Regions from separate parts of the Mus musculus genome. Here all the other regions are linked to region 1. The links are chromatin contacts, called in public HiChIP or PLAC-seq and promoter capture Hi-C maps. All regions are on one chromosome and are shown on one strand. Each heading gives the region's core, a stretch centred on a gene start, on an enhancer-like site or on the middle of the called end of the contact. The rest is flanking DNA. Distances are from core to core; before and after follow the strand shown.

Evidence for each region. Promoter capture Hi-C pulls out the DNA fragments that hold promoters and counts their contacts. HiChIP or PLAC-seq counts read pairs in DNA pulled down with a chosen protein or histone mark.
Region 2: a contact with region 1 is called in a promoter capture Hi-C map of cranial neural crest. The contact joins the enhancer-like site here to the promoter of Pax3 in region 1. A contact is called at or near these places in 6 of 39 promoter capture datasets (the 3T3-L1 cell line, 3T3-L1-derived adipocytes, cranial neural crest and 3 more), 2 of 484 Hi-C or Micro-C datasets (granulosa cells and uterus) and 1 of 115 datasets of contacts at active chromatin or transcription factors (craniofacial prominence).
Region 3: an H3K4me3 HiChIP or PLAC-seq map of craniofacial prominence shows a contact between it and region 1, with 2.6 times the contacts expected there. The contact joins the enhancer-like site here to the promoter of Pax3 in region 1. A contact is called at or near these places in 6 of 39 promoter capture datasets (the 3T3-L1 cell line, 3T3-L1-derived adipocytes, cranial neural crest and 3 more), 2 of 484 Hi-C or Micro-C datasets (the MC3T3-E1 cell line and pancreatic cancer cells), 4 of 115 datasets of contacts at active chromatin or transcription factors (craniofacial prominence, embryonic hindbrain, embryonic midbrain and 1 more) and 1 of 9 other capture datasets (liver).

The regions. Positions count from the first base shown.
Region 1 is chr1:78,195,474-78,198,971 of GRCm38.p6, reverse strand. Pax3 (paired box 3) reads left to right here and starts at 1,836. Exons shown (of 8, transcript NM_008781.4): 1 at 1,836-2,307; 2 at 3,486-3,498. The coding sequence starts at 2,223. RefSeq lists cis regulatory regions at 507-729, 885-1,117, an enhancer at 507-1,117 and a promoter at 282-2,272.
Region 2 is chr1:78,080,184-78,083,681 of GRCm38.p6, reverse strand. No RefSeq gene overlaps it. Among named protein-coding and RNA genes, the nearest start is that of Pax3, 120 kb to the left of the region's middle. Within about 2 kb of position 1,796, at least 12 of the 459 cell types and tissues checked have an H3K27ac peak or open chromatin away from gene starts, as enhancers often do.
Region 3 is chr1:78,108,829-78,112,326 of GRCm38.p6, reverse strand. The region is part of intron 7 of Pax3 (paired box 3); the gene reads left to right. Among named protein-coding and RNA genes, the nearest start is that of Pax3, 87 kb to the left of the region's middle. Within about 2 kb of position 1,811, at least 6 of the 459 cell types and tissues checked have an H3K27ac peak or open chromatin away from gene starts, as enhancers often do.

The sequences.
Region 1 (3,498 bases), core at 587-3,086:
GGTCCCTAGTCTTCCCACTGATTAAAGCTGACCAGACAAAGTGCTAAACTCGGCTCTGCTCAACTTTGAGAGGGCAAAAATCTTGGAAAAGTCTGGTTCCTCAGATGGCAAGGGTGTATGGTGCTTTCGAAAACAAGTACCCAAACTTTGAAGGACTCCAGACCAGGGGTAGGGGGAAAGGAAGTGAGAAAGTTTCCCGCCTTGACAAATTGAATTATTTTATATAAAACTTGGTTAAGCAGCTCTGCGGGCCAACAGCTTCTGGACTCTCTCTCCACTGTGAGCTCTAATGCTCCTCCCCAAATGTGGGTGGGTGGGGGTGGGGTGTCCAGACATTTTCTGGAGTCCCCAGAGGCCCGTCTCGCCTGCTCCCAGGGTCGATAAGCCCTTTTGACTTCAGGGGGAGCAAAGAGCTACCCAGCTTTCTCCACTGGGAGTGAACTCTTAAAGGGCCAGCTCAGGGACTTTGAACAACTACACGCACGCCCCCCCCCCTTGAGTTTGCCTTAATTAGGGGGTGGGCAAGTAGGATTGGGGGCCTGAGTTCACATCAAAACTGTCAAAGGAGATGGGGGGGGGGAGGACATGGAGAGAGGGTTGGAGGATTCAGGGGCAGGAAAAATTCAAATATCATAAAAAGAAAAGGGAACTTGAAGCCCAGAAGTCATTGTTTCCTTTATTTCAAAGGGGAAAAAACCTGCCTGATTCTCATCCTTTTGATTGATTAAGGCCCTGAATACCTCTCGGCCCCAGAGTGACAGTCCCTGAATAGACTTGAGGGAATAAAGAGCAGCGCAGAACGTGGGGCTGGCACGGGAGGGGGGTGTAAGGGAGGAGTGTTCGCTGGCACTTACCAAGTTATAAATAAAAGGCTAGGCACAATGGTACCTTCTCTAAGGACAGACAGTCTTTACAACACTCCTGGCGTCATATCCTGCTGGGGACACTTCAGCTCCTAGCCAAGACGTTGCTTCTTTTATTTTTCCAGCAGTTTAGTCTGAATGCCATAATAAATTCCTGAGAACAAACGCTGCACCCGGGCAAAACCTCAACATATAGATGCAAGTGCATCGGGGATGAATGTGTACGTGGAGATTTAAAGTCCCCGCTTCTCAGAAGGGTTTTTAAACCAAGAAAAGGAGCTGGCTTCCCCATTGCTTGCAACTTGGAGCCCAGGGGAGGCCTAACCTCTTCAGTCTCTGTCATGGCTATGCCACCTGTCTTTCATTCCCAGCCTAAGAAAGACAAAAGGACCTTCTGGGCACATCTTGGACTCTTCCTGAGAGATGCCTTTCTGGGAGGCTCACATAGGGAGCTCAGGCCCAGAGGCAGACCAGAGAAAGGAAAAGGAAACACATCCGGAATTCTCTGTGCCCCTTTCCAAATTTGCTCCACCGCCATCTCCGTATTAGTAATCCCGAAGCGAAATCCACAGGTGAAAAGCAGGGGCAGACAGAGGAAATAAGGGGCGGATATAGCAAGGTTTCCAGAGAAAGGCGGAAAGAGATTAGGACAGAGTAATAGAAAACCAAGATGATCAAGGCTGAATCTCATGTAGAGGGACAGGGACACCGCGAGCCTTTTTCCATCCTCACTGGCTCTTGCCACCCAAGCTGCCTCTCCTAGTTTCAACCTGTCCACCCTTCTCTTGAGAAAGGGACACAGAGCTAGTCCCCCTCTGGGTCGGCGGAGGCCTGGGGACCGTCAGGGATGGGAAGAGAAAGTAGCTTCTGTCGCCCAATCAGCGCGTGTCTTTGCCACCCGGGACGGTCTCCTCCTCGGCCAATCGCAGCTCAGGGCTCCTGATCAAGCTTTGGGTGAAAGAACTAATAAATGCTCCCTAGTCCGGATCCCTGCACTCGGTGTCACGACGGGAGGAGACTTGGGACGTGTTCCTGCCTCGTCACCACCCTCCCTCACCCGATCTTCGCGGTGCAGTGAGCACCTTTGCCAGTAGCCCCAGCTGAGGGGCCGATCTGCTAGACTCGCACCAAACTCGTCCGCCCTGGGCTTGGGATCCTGCACTCAAGGGACTCCTCTGGAGCCTGTGGACTTGGATCTATTAGCGCCCCCCTCCCCGCGCCCCGCCTCCCTCTCTGGCCTTTTTTGGGGGAGGAGCTCTCCGAGATCCGGAGAGTTCCCGAGGGTCACCCGCCGCACTGTGCTCGCTTTTTCGTCTCGCCTTCACCTGGATATAATTTGCGAGCGAAGCTGCCCCCAGGATGACCACGCTGGCCGGCGCTGTGCCCAGGATGATGCGGCCCGGCCCGGGGCAGAATTACCCACGCAGCGGCTTCCCGCTGGAAGGTATGTTAGGGCCTCAGCTCGTCCGGATCCCCGGGCCTGGGATTGGCTGCCGCACCCCAATCCTGGTCTCCAGGGCCTCCACTCGTGCCTTACCGGGAGCCTCTTCCCGTGGTACTTCTCAACCCAAGAAGCAAAAGTGGGGAGGGGGTTCTCGTGGAGAGCGGGAGAAGCCCCATTTCACGTTCTGGCTGCAAACGGAGTGCTAAGCTCACTACAAGCTCTCGGAGCTTGCCTGGCCTGCTCCTGCCGGCTCCACTTTGCCCTGTTGTTTCGGAATTGCTGCCGTGAGAAAGGTGAACAAGCTTCGCAGCGCCGGAAGCAAGTTCTCTTTCTGTTCACCTAAAGTTGCTACGAAATTGTGCGGGCTGCGTTCACTTTTGAATAACTACTATTAGTTCGGCAAGAATTTTCCTGCTGTGAAAAATTCTGGTGGCCCTTCCTAGTTGAAAAGTTTTAGCATTGATTAGCAAATTCCACTCAACTCAAGTGGCATCTCGAAGTTTCTAAAATGGTTGGCAATGCCTTTCGGTTTGCTTAAAGGTGCTGGGAAATTTCGGGGAGGTAGAAATTACTGCAAACCCGAACCCGACCAAATAATTTGGGAAGTAAAAGCAGGAGACTGGGGTTCTGGAGGAGCCCTTCGACCTCGATCCAGAGTAAAACGTGACGTGCAAGGGCGGTCATTTCGGCAGTGGTGTCCACAGCTAGGCTCGCTGCCATTTTTATTTTTTAAGTGTAACAGGTGATACCTGCTGTCACCTGTGTCTCCTTTCGGGAGCCTCCCCAACCCTTGCCTACTATACCCTTATCGGGACCTCTGCCTTCTCAGGACTTTGAGGCAGTTATCGCAAGACATTTTAGACATCAGTCCTAGGTCTCCCTCCAACTTGCAGCACAGCCCCCCTCCCCCAAATAAAAGAGAAAATACAGTTTCTCTACAGCCAGTTACCTCATTCCGATCGCTCAATTTCCAAAAGATTATATGACCTTGCATCGGGTAATTATTTGAATAAATAGAACCTTAAGGGTCCGGGACTGGGAGCCCAGAGCTTGGTGGTTTGTGTTTTAACTGTCACAGGCAAATTGGCCAGAAGGATGCAGAATTAGGTTCTTTTTGCTGCTTTCTATTCTTCCTAAATGACTTTCTCGGGCTCTCTCCTTTCGCCATCTCTTCCCAGTGTCCACCCCTCT
Region 2 (3,498 bases), core at 547-3,046, 120 kb after region 1:
CCACACACACATCATACACACACACACACACACACACACACACACACACACACACACACACACACTTAGTAGATTCTATCTTCCATTCAAAGATGTGCCAAATTAATTTCACCAGGTTGATTAATAAATATAAGCCAAATGGCTTGTGCATCTTGAAATGCATTGTAGTTTAATGCCTCACGTCAAAAGTGTATAGGAAGAAAAGCCCAAAGGTCCTTATATCTCAAAGCTACTATTAAGTGACTAAGTCCCCACTGTCTGGCTTTATCTTATTATCAGAGATCTATCCTCAGAACCCAGGACACTGATCACATGAATTCAATAAGGAAGGGTGGCTTTCAGGACTTCATTACTCCTCGATGGATACATTCTCTTAGACTGGTTTTGTCTTGTTTTGTTTTGTTTTCCCTCCCTGAGAAACTGAAGAACTGGCTTGCTTCGAGAAGGCAGAGGGTTGCTGCCTACAGCAGGAGACTCCCAGTGCTATTGTTTCTATCTGATCTTGCTCAAATTCATCAGGGAAAATTAACCTTGGCAGCTTAGTCAGTGACTAAATCTTGATATTTTTCTGGCTTAATTCATAACATAACTGTAAGCTATTGCCCTGTGTTTATATTTCCCATCCATTTCTCACATTTCCAAAGCATGCCGATATGTGATCCGGGCAGTTTAGCTACCATAATTGGCATTTTTCTTGGGCCGAAAGGAAACAAACCCCTCATCCGCCATACTTTTTTAATTTCTGAAAAACAACAAGTAACATGGTTAATCCCCCTTTTTGATCTTTTTTCCTTTTGAATTTTCCTTATATTCTTTCCCTCTTTTAATCTTTTACTCTCTTTTTAATCTTACCATTCTGCCCCACCCCGTTTATTTGACTTCTTATTATGTATTGCTTTAAAAGAACTGGTCCAGTCTATGGAAGTCAGTCTTTAGAGTCTGTTCAAAGACCCATTATCCACATTTAGAGGCCTTGCTATTTCCTTAAAAGAAATTTCATTGTGACCCTTGCGAACCTCCTTTCACAGTATTAATAGAAATGCAAATCTTGTTGACAAAATAACATTTAATTAAATTGTTTCTCACAATAAGAAGTTTTTAAACAGGATTTTCATTTTCTGCATGCATGAGTAAGAGAGGAGGTTGTCTTAAACTCTGTAAAGTTGACAATGTATTTAAAGATTCAAGTAGCTTTTCATTCAGAAGTGTCAATACACACACTTTTCTTTAGTTGTCGCCTGACTTTGTTATGGGAAGAGTGGTGGCCAGCCAGACTCCTTTCAGATGCTGGCATCATTTAACAGCAGATCTTTACATTTTTCTGATATGATTTTGAGATTTGCATCATGGGGCTGTTATACAATTTGGTATACTTTCAGCTCCAGTAGCTAGTGGTCTAGGACGAGTGAAGAATCCGGGAAGCTAGAAGCTATACATAACGTATATTCAGGCTTCCCCCATAACTTGAAAGACTTCTTTACAGTGAGTTGCCCATTTCTTTTATAAGTCACATTTTCAAAACATATCCTACCATGTTTGGCTGCTGGTTTAATATTACACTTTTCTCTTTCATCTTTCTTTTTACTACAAACCCTTAATGACAAACGCAGGCGGGTCAGTGATACCGGTTACCTTCCTCTAGCACGTGAATTAGTCATCAGACAATCAGTTCAAGGGTCAGGCTTAGGGAAACAGTTCCAAGTGAAGGACAAGCGGGTCACAGAGGTGCGCTCCACTTCAAAGGCGGTGGCGTGCTCGCCTCGAGGACCGAGGACGGGGGTCACAGGCAGGAACAGCTGGGATTGTCGTTGCTCGAAGACGGAGGGGGTGTGTGCCTTGAGTGTGTTTGTCGTTGTGATTGGGTTTCACTACTGTGTAAAACAACAATTAACTTCGGAATGGCTTTGCTGGTAAAACACCGTAACAAGTGAGGCTCTATGGGAGAAAAGGCGTCTAATAGCAAGCGAGAGGGGCATGATTTAGGACAAACTACCCAAAGCCCCAAACCAAAAACCAAACGGAATGAACCAACCAAACAAAATTCCCAGAAGTCAAAACCAAAAAATAAGATAAAAGAAACAAACACTAAACCCTCACATTTCTCCACGCTGTCAACTCGCACAGGATTGTGGGGGATTTTAGCATCTGCGGAAGTAAAGACAGGTTTGCCTTTCCTCGGGAGTGAAGTTATGCTATGGGTTCTCTTGTTTGGGAGCTGAGGTGGAAACAGATAATTTTGAGTCTATTCCTAAGATTTTAGAATATGATTTTTATACTTTCTATTTCTCCATAGGAAAAAAGCCTCTGAGATGAGAGTTTTGTTTGAAATTTATCAGTATGTAAAACCAATTAATTGGTTATTTGAAACTTTTATCACTTTTCTGGTAGAACATTTGGAGTGGAGGAGGCTTGTTATTTTGTTATTAAAATATGTTTCAAGTAGGGTTGTAAAGAACATGCAGATGTGTCTTTGGTTTGCAAGGCCTTTTAGTTTCAGTTTGGAAATTGAAGCTTTGTCTTAGGGCTCTCACGATTTGGGAGCGCCCCCTTATATTCAGTCAAGAAGTTAGAGGTCAGTGAGTGGGAAGACTATGTCTCACTGAGGAAGGCTGCTCACATGAAGTAGCTCATTGACTCTTGAGGGAAGATACTGCCTGGAGAAGAAAACTAGACCCTGACAGCTCTCAGTGCTTCTAAACTACAGGGAAAAAAAGAAAAAAAGAAAAAAAGAAAAAAAAAAAAAAACCTGGGAAAGTCAAGTCAAAAAAACGCAGCAGACAAGAGAAAAACCCGAAATCCAAACCATATGCTAATGTCTTACCCCTTCCTTTACTTTGTCACATTGCTTCACTCTTCCGGGCACCAAGTGTCTTGTTGGGTTATGGCTGCTTCGAGAAACCCATTTCAAAGAAGGATAGTTTTTAAACCAGGCATTTAATAAGAATAAGCACTGGGACAAGAATGTGACCAGTTCGCGGCAGAGACCCATTGCTTTTGAAAGGAAAGGATTCTTTGAATTCTAAAGCAAAAATATAAGTGTTAAAAGTCTCTCTCCTGCCTATCTTAGGGGGATGTTAACACTCTTTTTTTTTTTAAAGCCATGTCTAGCCTGGTAAGACAAACTTATTGCCTAAATGCAGGTGGTAGCTGAAGCAAAAGAAACGAAGATCAACTTCTAAAAGCCAAACAAAACCAAACTTGATTTACTTCTGCTGGCCCGTGAAACAGCAGCCTGGCCTATGTGGCTTCCCCCGTTGATTTCATAAATCAGAGAATATTGGGTGGGAACTAACACACCACTAATTTATCGTGGGGCACTGGTAATATTTCTTTTGGATTATGTTCTTTTACATTAAGGCAGGAAAAGGCAGAAAAGCGACTTAAATCAGGAGTGTGAATTGTTCGAAGGAATTTGTCACTTCTGATATTATCTGGCCGCAAAGACCATGGGTTTTTGCTTTCATTGGGAATTAACTCAGAGAGTGTGCAGGGCAGCAC
Region 3 (3,498 bases), core at 562-3,061, 87 kb after region 1:
TGCCCATTCTCCCACACCTTCCTGAAAATGCTATACTCAGGTTTTACTGTTGTTTTTCCTGCTCTTCCTTCCCCTCCTCCCCTTCCATCTCCTCTTTTGCTTTGTAAATGCGTTTTTTGAGCTTCCCTATGTAAGTGAGGACATGAGGAGTTGAGCTTATTTCACTTGACATATGAGACTGTGAAGTGCGGGGATGGATGGACGAACAGATGGCTCAGTTGGTAAAGCGCTTGCTGTATAAGCATTTGGACCTTACTTCTTATACCCAGCACCTATGTTAAAAACTGGACACTAGGGTGTATACCATAGTTCCAATGCTGGAGAAACGGAGACTGAAGGGTCACTGGGGCTTCAGGCCATCCAGCTAACTTACTGGACTCTGTAAGCTTCGGATTCCAGGAGAGACTATGTCTCAAAGATCAGATGGAAAGTGATGGAGGAAGACACTCAAAATTAATGTCTGCTTTCTAAACGTCTGAGAATACCCACATACATATGGACACATGCATTCATAGACCGTGTGCTTTGTGGAAGGGAATGTTTTGTTGTTGTTGTTGTTGTTGTGAGACACTGTGCAGCCAATCCATATTGCTGAATTAACAGAAGTGTCTTTTAAAAGAAACAACGGTCCTTTTTCTCATACAAAATACTTATGCGTCCCTGAAGCAACTTGCTCTTAAAAAGTTCTAGTTAACCTTTTATAATCTGTTCTGAGGCTCATACATGGCCCCACATGGAGCTGATCCCCTGCCTGTGTTCCTCTGTGGGAAAACCCTGCTCAGGCTCAACTTGCCTCTGTGGATGTCACACGACTATATTTATAATGTGTTGAATGCCAAACTATCAACATTTAAAGGAACATTTCCCAGGAAGGAATGAACGATTGATAACACAGGTGGAGACCTGACTCATGGCCCATTCATCTTTAAAACAGTTCACTCTTGCACAGGTGAACCTGTTTTTAATTAATGTCAGATATGCCCTCTGCCTCCACACATTCTCTGACCTCTAAGTAAGGATACAAGAGAATGACCAACTTTAAAGAAAAGGCTACAAACTGACTGACTACTAATGCTTAGGTAGGGCAGATAAAAGGGCAAATGAAAGAAAAAGATCCTTGTTAGTCACTTGACTGCAGTTTGGGTGCAATTCTAAACAGAACCCCAAGATCAAAACTACTAGGTTTCAAGCCATCCTTCCTCTTGTCTAAGCTCTGGGTGGAGGGAAGAGTTTTAGGGAGAAGGGAATGTACACTCAGTCTCCTACTTCCTTTCCTCAAGGAGGTGGAGTTGAACTCATTGCAGGCAGGCAATGTGGGTTTCTAATTTGTTGGAAGCTATTTATGGGTCTTATGTTGAGCAATGTACCAAGTTTGGTGAAGTGAAGGGTAGATGCTTATCAGGGTGGCTCCGCTCTGCATTTTCTTAAATGCAGGTTTAGTTTATAGGAAATAAGAGAGAAATTCCAAACTGCCATCTCATCAAAGCCCCAAAGGATGCCCAAGTATAGAGATTTTCCTTTCTATAGTTAGAAGTCCCAAAGGGTCAGTTAGCATTTAGCAAACATATCCCGAAGCAATCACGGACCAAAGCTGATGTATGTTTGATCTACTACAGTTGAGTTCTCAGACAGGTTGCTTAAGTAGTCGAGGGTTTGAGAGCACACTCTTTAGAGGTCTACTGTGATTGTGAGAAAGTCCCTGCAATGAGAAGGGTTAACAGCAGGTAATGCTATTCCTCCGTGGAAAGAAAGAGTTGGAGACTCTGTGCTAAGTGATGAATGAGGGTGTCTGACCCACATCTGTTTTGCATTAGAATGGAACATTGCCCTGACATCCCCAGGAACATTTGTCAAGATTCCCCGGACAGAGCTTCTGTAAATTACATGCTGCGAATGTGTCAGGGTCAGATAAGAGGATATCATTAACTTCCCAAGTTTACGAAGGGCTCTGTCAGTCCATGGGAATACGCTATGGGCCAACAATTTTTCCTTGAGCTATTTTCTTATATTTTTCATTCATAGAAGGAAAAAATATATGTGCCTTATCCTCCAATATTGAAGTGTTCCTTTCTCATAAATCATATTAATTATAGACATGGTCCCAAAGCATATTAAATGCAGGCATGCGTAAATGAATTAAAACATATGAGAAGTTTATTATGTCCATGGTGGGTCCAACATAGTCTAGTATCTATTGTGTTTAACAAGCAGACTTTTTTGTCTAGGTAGACTGAATCTTTTCTTAATAGAATTCTTTTTTTTTTTTTTTGATGATGATGATAGGTAGAAATGGCGTGACTGTTCATCATTGGCTAGAAGTAAACTAGATACACACATATGCACGCATGTATATGTATCCATTGAGAGCCATTTCTATTTGCTTGGCTGAGGATGTAGCTCAGTGGCTGAGTGCTTCCCTACCATGTATGGAGCTCTAGGCTTGGTCCCCATCACTTCAAAAAACAAAAAGAAAACAAGGAGAATAGTCATGAAAATACTAAACAGTGCACGGCCATCAACATCATTTAGCCTACTGAGAAACAGGTACTGGAAGGAATTCAGAAACTGAATGTGATTTCTGTGGTTGGTCTCTAGACAGAAGAAGACTTCAATCGGAACATTTCCTACCATGCGCTTTGCAAATGAAACTTGGAAGTCCTCATGGCATGGGGGCCACATGTGTCTGGTACTCATTGTCTTTTGCACCCCTCATTAGACACTGCTACTTGTGTGTAATACATGAGCTAAGGATAATAATAATAATAATAATAATAAGCACATCCTTAGCTAAGCAGGTTCCATGCTTCTCTATCTAGTTAGATAGAAGTCCTCCTGTCGCTTTGCCTGACTCTCACGATGGGTGAGAGGTCACCCTGCAGACCCCAAGAGAGACCCCTGCCTTTAGGCAACTTCCCTCTTTCTTACAGCTTTCAAACGGACAGGACCCCAAATCTAATTATTTAGATGCTAATCAATTGCAGAATAATTCCTAAGGCATTTGAATCTGAAGATGTTTTCTGAGCCGCATGCATCATTTAAAATTGAGGTTTTGCAGCCTCAAGAGTACACTTGCTAAGATTTAACCATTAATGGACTCCAGGGATACCTGTGTTGGCAAAAGGCATTCAATAGACTTTGTTTGTTTGTTTGACTTTAGAGATAAATTACATCTTTAAAAGAATGTGTCCTCAGTAGAGTTTTGGAGGGAAGAGTAAAAGGATCAACAATGAACAACTGTGTGCATCATACACTGAAGCTTTTTAGAAAGAATTAACTAAATGTGTGTTGTTAAATTCTAAATCAGAAGAACGTCTGATTACTTGAGAGCAAGAAGAATAAAGTCCGGAGCATGAATTCCTCCCGAGGCTAAAAGAAGCGCCTATGCACACCCCCTAATTTGCTTTGTCATTTTAGATCTCTGATAAGTTCTGAGCATTTCTGAGGGAGGGACAGCAGCAAAGTCACAATGTCTGTGCCAAGACAAATATTTTCCAGACA